Regions from separate parts of the Mus musculus genome. Here region 1 is linked to region 2. Evidence: chromatin contacts called from public HiChIP or PLAC-seq data. All regions are on one chromosome and are shown on one strand. The core of a region is the stretch at or near the end of the contact, and the rest is flanking DNA. Distances in the headings are between cores, read along the strand shown.

What was found. HiChIP or PLAC-seq counts read pairs in DNA pulled down with a chosen protein or histone mark.
Region 1: a contact with region 2 is called in an HNF4G HiChIP or PLAC-seq map of pancreatic cancer cells. The contact joins the promoter of Mrtfa here to the promoter of Sgsm3 in region 2. A contact is called at or near these places in 23 of 39 promoter capture datasets (the 3T3-L1 cell line, 3T3-L1-derived adipocytes, the C10 cell line and 14 more), 2 of 484 Hi-C or Micro-C datasets (bone marrow-derived macrophages and embryonic stem cells), 16 of 115 datasets of contacts at active chromatin or transcription factors (the 230-238 cell line, astrocytes, bone marrow-derived dendritic cells and 12 more) and 4 of 9 other capture datasets (adipose tissue, liver, macrophages and 1 more).

Annotation. Positions count from the first base shown.
Region 1 is chr15:81,188,827-81,193,575 of GRCm38.p6, forward strand. Mrtfa (myocardin related transcription factor A) reads right to left here and starts at 1,910. Exons shown (of 14, transcript NM_001082536.2): 1 at 1,681-1,910. It overlaps 4930483J18Rik (RIKEN cDNA 4930483J18 gene), which reads left to right and starts at 2,027. Exons shown (of 2, transcript NR_015603.1): 1 at 2,027-2,179; 2 at 2,991-3,931.
Region 2 is chr15:80,973,780-80,979,064 of GRCm38.p6, forward strand. It overlaps Sgsm3 (small G protein signaling modulator 3), which reads left to right and starts at 3,986. Exons shown (of 22, transcript NM_134091.2): 1 at 3,986-4,086.

The DNA of each region.
Region 1 (4,749 bases), core at 660-3,159, 210 kb after region 2:
ACTTTTGGATGATAGGAGACACCTCTCTCTCTCATGATTTAAAAACTTCCCCTAGTGAACGTGACTCTGGAAGGCCTTGTTAAAAAGGACACTTCTCAAAAATTCGGGCAAAGAACTGAACGAAATTCAAGCCCTGGACTACAGACATTTTTCTTTGGATCTCTCTCTGAAGAAAGCAGTAGCAGTCTGTGTCTTTCCAAGGCTCAGGCCTTTAATCCCAGCACTCAGAAACCAGAGGCACGCAGAACTCTGGATTCAAGGCCAGCCTGATCTACTTAGTAAGTTCCAGGCCAGCCACAGCTACACAGTGAGACTTTAAAAACAAAACAAAACAAAAAACAGCCAGCTATCAGGAAGCCCTCTGATTTGCTATGAAAGAAACAAACACCAGTAGATGAAACTCAGTTTAACTTTCAGCCAAGGGTTCCCCTCCCTACAGGGATGGGGCTGTGGGCCAGTTGGCTGTACCATTTTACCCCTGGAAGGCAGTTCATTTTCAACAATAAAACTTCATAAGTGGACTTTTTTTGGTGGAAGGGGCTTCTACAGTAAAGCCCTTAAGTTTGACTTCTTGAACATAAAGATCAGGCTACAGGCTTTGGCTTCAGATCTCGAAAACTTACAATTTGGGGACATTCCGGACACTTTATGGATTTTAAAACTATGTGAACCCATGAAGCATAGGTGTAATTTCATCATATTTAAGTAATGAAGTTCACATTCTTAGTCTTCACACACTTTATGCCAAAGTATTCGGGCAAGCAGTAAACTGACCACCAGTCTGTCCTTTGGTTCTGTCATCTAACAAAGAGAAATCCTGACAAAGACAAGCTATACTGTACTCACACACCTATCCAGCAGTTCTCAACATCAGGATACTCGTCTTTTCTTGGATCCCTTCCTTGTATGTGTTGAACACCATTCCAAGCGTTTTATTACGAATTCTTTCATTTACTGTCTGCATTCCAATGTAATAGGTATTGTTAGTTCCATTTTCCAGATAAGCAATCTAAACGTAGGTTTGATAATCTAACAGGGAAAGCTCCAGCACTAACCACTCTATAGTATTAGTGTTTTCTTATGGAGCGAGGAGGGCGGAAGTCATCAAAGGTACATAGACAAACAGTCACACACACATACACACACACACACACACACACACACACACACACACACACACACGCGAGACGGACACTTCTTTGGCGGTCAAGTTTCAAATCTGCGGAGCCCTGCAGACCTGGAGGCACCCATGCTGCTATATGGTCGTCAGGTCCAGGTGAACCTCCTTGCCACGAGAAGCCTGCGGATTGCACCTGGATCCTCCAGGTTTGCACAAGGGCCGGGAGAAAGCGCTCGACCGGTCGGTCCCAAGCAGATTACACACACTCGGGGAGCAGCCAGGGCGGGAACCTAGCTGCTCCCTAGCCAGCACAGCCCTGCAAGGCGGTGCACAGGTGCACGGTCGCACTCGACTGTCCTGTCGAGTGACCAGGGCTTTGAGACCCCAGCCCCTTGGGAAAGGGCGGGACTGGAGTGGAGGACTGCGGGAGGCAATCCCGGGCTCGGAGCCTACAGCGGCCGGCCGGTCCAGGGCACACGCGGAAGGGTCGAGGGGAGAAAGGATGCTCGAGCGGGGCGGGGCCGGTGGGGGAGGGGGACCCTGCCCGAACTCTCACTCACCGCCTCGTTCGCCTCCTGGCCCGGGCTCCGCGGCTCGCCCCACTCCGGTGCCAGCCGCTCACGTATCCTCCCGAGCCTCTAGTACCAGTCAGACTGCACCAAGTTAGGGAGAGGTCCGCGCAAGCCGAGGGAGCGTGGCGAGCGGGAACGAGGGGGTGGGGAGGGTGGGACGGTCGTTCTTGCCGCCGGGGACACCGCAGACACGACCGCCGCCGGCTCCACTCAGCCACGGAAGCTGCGGGCCCTCCCACCACTCCGGGTCCCGCCTCCGCACCCTCCCCCCTACCCGCCTGGGAGCGACAGCCGTATCGACCAATCAGAAACCTAGCGCCGTTAGGGCTAGCCCGATTTAGGGGGCGTTCGCCGAAGGAAGAGGAACGAGGGAGGCTAGTACGGCGGCGCGACTTCTGTGACTGACATCATAGCGCAGCCAATCGGTAACTGAGAGATGACTTCATCGCTGAAGGAAGTCTGGAACTGGCGGAGCGGCCGCCAAGAGGTGGGAGGAGGTCGGCGATGAGCCGGGGGGCGGAGTCTGGGTCTTAAAGAAACCGTAACACATCTGATCACCCTGTCAAAGGGTGACCGCGGAGCTAGCTACCTAGGGTTCGGTGCCCAGCCTGGAGGTTTAATGCAAAAATCCTGCAGTCTTCATCTTGGTCCTTCCTCCTGTCTTTGCTCCGCCGGGACTCCCAAGTCGATTATTTCACATTCGCATTTCCCGAAAGGACACAATAAATGCCGCTCTGGCCTGGAGCCCTGAACTCTGTCATGTCCCTGCCCTTCCGTGGCCAAGCGCTTTTTTTCTCTGAGTCGGTTCTCCTCCGGTAAAAGGACTGACACCTACCTGCCTAGACTGTTGAGATTATTTATCAACAGCGGAAGCGCTTGCAGCTGGAGGGAAAGAGTTGAATGAACCCAGATTTTATCCGGGGCCTCACTGCACTAAATGAATCTGGGCGGCTCTTCCAACTTTAAAATTCTAAACTGCTGGTGTGTAGCCTAAAAGTGTGTGTATGTCTGTGTGTGTGTGGGTGTGTGGGTGTATGTGTGGGAGAGAGAGAGAGAGCATAACTGCATAAATCCAACATTTAAAGAGACTTATCTACTAAAGCGGTGAGACTAGTTAAAGCCCACCCGGTCAAGTTGCTAAGAGCCACTATGGAGGCCCCTTTTCTGGAACACCACCCCTTCCCCCCAACAAAGGGGGAGAGCGCTGAAAAGGAGAAATAATTCGGACTTGGTGCCTTAGTGTTTCCGAAACACTTTCCCTTGGGAGATATAAACAACCGTCTATCTCCTCCTTTTAGGCCACCATCCACTGGATAAACTGAAGTATGATTGCCCCAGAGTCCAACGTGGAAAACCAGTGAGTTTATTGGGCTTGCTAAGAAATCATGGCTGGCCCCCAAAGCAGCGAGACCACCAAAAAGTTGCACCCCAGCATGGATGATGATGTCCCCATAGCTGCGTAGATGACATACACAGTTCAGTTAAACTTCCATAATCTACACAACTCTAGCCAAGTCACAAGACCTCAAGCAGCTAGGGCAAAATTGAGGACTTGAGAGATTCCTCTCCCCAATGAGCGGGGGGATGTTGGAGGAGGTAACTGGGATCCAGCAAGGATTCAGAGAAGCCCCCCCTAAGTCCTTCCGTCAATGCAGGAACATCTACAGTCAACAAGCCCAGTCTTGAGGGGCTCTTGCAAGATAGCTGTGCTTTTGCAAGGACAGAGCTGCTGGACACAAGGAAAAAGAAAGAAGGTTCTGGAGAACAGAGTCCCCAGTGTGAGAGCAAGGGTTAACACTGTAGAAGCAGAAACCCTCAGGGGCATCCTGACAGACATGGGAAGCCACAGTGACTGGAAGGAGGTAACGCATGTTACATCTCTGAGTGAGTTACTCTGTATGGCTTCCGTTCTCCCCCGGAAATCTCCCAGACTTCTCAGTGGTGTGTGGCTCTGTTGGGATAGGAGAAGGAGCTGCAACTCTCTCTATCCACTGCAGTAAGCCAGCCCGGCCCTGAGTAATTCCCAGTTATTCATCTGTAAGTCAGCTTCAAGTTCCGTACCATGTGTCTCATCACAGAACCTTGGAGGTAGCCCAGATCCTGTGGCCTCTTAGTCACACCTTCCCTCCCAAGATTAAAAAAAAAAAAAAAGAAAGAAAGAAAAAAAAAAACCACAAAAGCCCTAATAAAATTATATGTTCAATAACTATATATGCTATATAAATAAAAACTTAAAATGAAATAAGATTTTATGTATATAAGTCCTCTAACTTGCTATATGGTCAAGGATGACCTTGAACTCATGACCCTCCTGCTTTCGCGTCCCGGGTCCTGGGCTTCTGAGCACTCATCACCACACCTTGTACAACACGTAACTTCTTGAGGTACGTGTCTCACTGAGGGGTGAGACAGAGGAGATTCGGTAAACCGTAGCCTTGGGGTACCTGCGCTAAGTTGGGAGAAGCTAAGGTAATGCTTGAGAGACTTCCACAGTAGGCTGAGTCCTGACTAACAGATGACACATGCAGAGGCACCCTCAGAGGAGAAAGTCCTCCAGTCTGGAATTACTGGTGTGGTGAAGATTTCTCCAAGATAAGCCCAAGGCAGGGCATACTGGATATTGTCCACAAAGACGCAACCCTGGTGTAAGAGCCAAGGTGCAAAGGAACCACGAGTGTACGCTATTGGTTATTCAAAGAACAGTGTGCTCATTTATGGCCTTCTGCAGGGCACATTCCTCAGACCTGAAAAGCCCACCAGCTCACAAATAAACCTATTCTTCCATGAGCAACTCAAATTTTTTATTGTATACATTTTGTGTATGTATATATACATATGTATATATATTCAAAGTGCTGTATTTTTTAAATTTATAAGATTTAATGTACATGGGTGTTTTGCCTACATGTTTGTCTCTGCACCATGATCGTGCCTGGTGCTCTCAGAGGCCAGAAGAGGGTATCAGAGCTCCTGAAACGAAAATTACAGATGTTGTGAGCCACTACGTCAGTGCTGGAAACTAAGCTTAGGCCCTCTGGATGACCAGCCAGTGCTCTT
Region 2 (5,285 bases), core at 2,736-5,235:
GGGATTATATAGTCTCACCTATATAAGCTCAAAGCCTGTCTGGGATACATGTGATTCCTTCCCAAAACACAAGAGGCTGTTGAGAGGGCTCTGTGGACAGAAGGGCTTGTTGCCAAGATCAACGAGAGTTTGATTTTTTGACTCCACGTGGTGGGAGAAAACAGGACTCAGACACATTGTCCTCTGACCTCTCCAGGCATGCCGTGGCATGTGACCCCCCACAACACAGACTGAAATAAATATAATTTTTTAAATATATAATTTATTTATTTTATGTGCATTGGTGTTTTGCCATCATACACATCTCTTTGAGGGTGTCAGGTACTCCCTCTTTGAGGGAGATACAGACAGCTGTGAGAATTGAACCCTGGGTCCTCTGGAGGAGTAGCCAGTGCCCCTAACCGCTGAGCCACATCTCTAGACCCTGAAATAAATAAAATTATTAATGCATAAATGGAAAAGAAAAGTCCTACCTCAAGAAGCTGAGCTACATCTCTGGCGATTTCAAAGCCATCACAGGAGACCACCTGTGTGTGACAACTAGGACAAAGCTTACAGAAGAATTTAAGAACTACTTCAGAGCCCCCCTCATCCTTAATCTTCACACGAGAATCCCTGAAAAATACATGGATCATATCCAACAGTAAGATTAATGGTGGGTTTGGAGGAAGAGATGCTTCGCAAAGCTGCCACTCGGATGTCCCCTCCCCCCACCTCTCCACGTGCTCACCTTTCACTGCCGTGGCCTGAGGGCACTGGGAAAAGTCTTTTGAACTTCTGACTGTAATACCTCTTCCATGCTTTTAAACTTTAATAAGGCAACTGTCTTTAAAATGTTCTAATTAGGATAGTGCTGTTTATAAGATTATAGGTAAATATGTCTGAAATGTAATACAAAATCCAGACAAGGTTCAGGTAAGATTTTAACCCATAGTTCATTAGGTAAATGAGTTGCTTGTTTTTCTCCCAAGGATAAAAAGAGAATAATAGACCTTTTTTTTTTTTTTTTTCATTTAAAAATGTTCATTGCAGGGCTGCAGCGATGGCTCAGCAGGTAAGGACACTGACTGCTCTTCCAGAGGTCCTGAGTTCAATTCCCAGCAACCACATGGTGGCTCACAACCATCTGTAACGGGATCCGACACCCTCTTCTGGTGTGTCTGAAGACAGCGACAGTGTACTTACATATAATAATAAATAAATCTTTGGGCTGGAACGAGCAGAGATCCTGAGTTCAATTCCCAGCAACCATATGATGGCTCACAACCATCTGTACAGCTACAGGGTACTCATATACATAAAATAAATAAATAAATCTTAAAAAAAAACCAAAAACAAAGAAAGAAAGTTTGAGGCCAGCCTGGGTTACATGAGACCTGGACACACACACACACACACACACACACACACACACACACACACCACATTCTTTTCTAGCTTGGCTTGTGATCACAGCACTCAAGAGTGCTGAGGCAGGAAGATAGTAAATTCCACAACCGCCTGCGCTGCATACTGAAGCTCTGTCTCAGACAGCCTAGGAGAAATACATATTTACTTTGTTGTTGTTGTTTTGAGACAGGGTTTTACTGCTTAGCTCTGGCTGTCCTGGAACTCACTCTATTGACCAAGCTGGCTTCAGAGCTCTGCCTGCCTCTGCTCCTGAGTGCTGGGATTAAAGGCTAAACCCCCATGCCCAGCTTCTGTCGGCTCTTGAAACGGCACATTTTTTGATTCAAAGAACTCTATGGCAGTCTTTGGTTTTAGCTGGTGAGGCTTCTCCTACTTTGCATTATGAGGCAGGTGCCAGTTTTCTCACACACGTGCAGCTTGGCTGAATTATGTCAATACACAAGGTCCCGTCTTATGTGTATTTGACACTGCTAAAACTGAAAGGAGCCTTGCCTGGGCACTGATGGTCCTAGGAGCATTAAACAGTTTTTTGTGTGCTTGTTTTCTTTCTCCTCTTTCTGACTAACAGCCTTTCCTGTAGCCTAAACATATTTGCACAGTTCTTACGTAGCATTTTGAAATAAATGTTTCATAAGGCAGACTTGATGGCACACCCCCTTAACCTCAGCAACTTAGAAGGCAAAGGCAAACAATCTCTGGGAGTTTGAGGCCACCCTGCTTTACACAGGGAACTCCAGGTCAGCAAAAGGTATGTGAAGAGACCATGTTAAAACATGAAAACTGAGCCGGGCAGTGGTGGCACACACCATTAATCCCAGCACTTGGGAGGCAGAGGCAGGTGGATTTCTGAGTTCGAGACCAGCCTGGTCTACAAAGTGAGTTCCAGGACAGCCAGGGCTACACAGAGAAACCCTGTCTCGAAAACAAACAAACAAACAAACAAACAAACAACAACAACAACAAAAACAAACAAAAATCAAAAAAACAAAAACCACACGCAAAAACTGAGGGGCTAGAGTTGGCTCAGTGATTTAGTGATTAAGAGCACTTGTTGCTTTAACAGAGGACCTGAGTTCAATCCCAGCTTCCACGTGGTGACTCAGGACCATCTGTAACTCCAGTTCTAGCCTCCTCAAGCGCCAGGCACCATGGTACATGTATACTCATGTGGGCAAAGCACTAATACACATACAATAAAACACATGCATCTTTCAATTTTTAATGTGTGTGCTGGGGATGAGTCACACAAATTAAAAGGGTGCTGTGACTGAAAAGACAAACAGACTACTTAGGTAATCAACACAGATTCCATGTTACCACTTCCTAGCTCCTGTTATTTCCATCCGGGTCCTTCTCTAAACACTTCCGTCAGAAAGTCAGCCGTGCCTGTTTGCTAGCAGTCACCACCGTGGGGCTTTTTTGACTGTTGGCGTTCCCTCATAGAAGGAGGGACTGAAGAGGGCAACTGTCTGCCCCTTCCCACCCCAGACTTGAGATTACAGCTGCTCCTCACAGCCATTGGAGGCAGTTCTACCCTAATTGCACATGACCTCAAAAATCTCTGGATGCGCCGGGTCATATATGCTTCAGGGGCTCCATGTCCTCCTGAGCTGTGGGGAAGCCATATTCCATTTCGGGTGAAGACGGCAGTATGGCTGCATGTTACCCATGCTCCTGTATGCAATCTATCATCTATGCTCTGTAAGTAAGCCTAACAGATTCATTGGCTCTCCAGGTTGAACTTTGCTGAGATCGTACTTCGATTCGTCATTGGCACCTTATAAGGATCTGGTAAATATTTAAGTCTCTCAGGGAAGGAATTTTTGAAACAAATGAGAATAACATTCATTCTGCATTCAGCCCATTCCTGTGCTTGGGTGATGTGAAAAACCTGCTAATGTGCTTTGTAAGCTGTTTATTGTACGGCCAGGTCATGACTGAGTCCACCTTGCGGTTTGTAGAGTTTGCTTCATTGACCTGGGCACAAGTACGAACCAACACTTCAAACCGGTGTTGGTCGCAGTCAGTGTCTTTTCAGATTTGGCTGAGATGTCCCTTTAATGCTGTTGATAGCCTTTCTGAAATGAGGGAGGGGGGGGGGGCGGGTTCAGATTAGATTCCTTGCCAGCAGTGACAGTGTCAGCTGCCATCTTTCTGGATTGTTCTTTGGTGCTGTGTTTAAACGTTTTCCATACACATTGAGTTCTCACGGAAACCGTAAGTTCCGGGTTTTTATGGATGCGCAAAATGTTACGAGTGACTCAAAAGCAGGTGCTCAGGTTCCACACACCGCTTCCTTCTTAGTCATGACCTCAATCAATTACTGCTTTCCCCAGGGCCTGTGACTGATGGAAAACTAGATTAATCTGGTCTAGAAGCCAGCTCTGTGAGCCTGAAAGAGAAGACCAGTTTCTGGACTTGTGCACTGACTCCATCCTGACTGCTCCCAAACAACCACGAGTTGCTTGCATCACAGACCGGGTGCCTGGGGTACCTACCTCTAAAGGACGCCTGGAACCTGGGATGGGCCAGTCTTCCCGCGAAACTACAGCCCCCAGCATGCCCCACGGCCACCGGCTCTGCGGCCCGCGCGTGCGCAGAAGGGCAGCAGTGCGCGCCGACTAGGAGGCAGCTGCTAGCCTGACCTGCCGAGGTGCTGAGGTGGCCGCGAGACAGGTGAGCGGTGCGCGAGTCTCCGAGTCTCCGGGCCGGCGAGGGGGACGCTCACCTGCCTCTTGAGTGGAGGCCGCGGGGTACGGGCTGAGGGGAAGGCGGCGGGGAAGGCGCCGCCTCAGGCGGGGGCGGCGAGCCGCCGCGGCGTGGCTGCTCCCACGGCGACCCGGGACGCGCGTGACAGTGACAGACCCACCCCCTCCGGCGGCTCCCGGCGACCCGGAGGAACTGCGCCTGACGCAGCGGCGGGCGTCTCGGCAGGTGGCAACTCTCCCTCAGAGCCGACTTAGCTGTTCCCCTGGAAGACTCGGGTTCAGTGCCTAGGCCGAGTGTTAGCAGCGGGGAAACTGAGGCGGACGTGTAGGCAGGGGTCGCCTCGTGTGCTTCCGGTTAGAGGTCCTGAAATTACCCTGAGATTTAGGTGTGGGTCCCGACTGCTTTCATAGGGCAGTAATAGGAAATACAGATGCTTTAAAGTTTCCTTGTCAGTGACAGATTGTGCCGTGTCTTCCCGTCTCATGATGCATAGGAAATTTATGATGGGCTATGGTGGGTTTGTTTTTGTTTTTGTTTAGGTTTTTGTTGGTGTTGGTGGTGAGTTTTTAGAGATGACAGGGGAGTGGGTATTATCTGTCTGTCTGTCTGTCTGTCTGTCTATCCGGTTCCTTAAAAGAAATCTTTCTAGGTAAATTCATGTTTGTAGCCCAGGCTGGCCTCAGACTCCGAGCTCTGCCTGCTTCTGCTTTCCAAGTGCCGAACTGAAGGTGTGCGCTCTCAAGCCTCCAAATTCACATCTTCAACCGGACTACTTTTCAGTTTCATCTTTTTTTCTTTGTAGCTTTTCTGACTGTGCTGGTGACTGAGTTTTCAGGCACGCACAGTTCCTGGTTCTTTTCCCCCTTAAGCCCTCTGTTAGCCTCCAGCTTTCTTCTGACTCCAAGCATTAATGATCAGTTTCCCATACTCTGTTCCCCGTGACCTATGTGTGTGCTGCTGCTGCTGCTACTGTTGTTGTTGATTATTCCATATGGAACCCAGGGCCTCCCTCCACTACTGAGCTGTCCCCAAATCCTTAATGTAGCTTCTTCATCATTATCTCATCTTGGTTTTTTGGTTGATTGGTTGATTGGTTTTAAACTTTTAAAATTTAATTTTTTTAAATGTGTGTGTGTTCATGAGTGCATGACCTGCAAAGGTCAGAA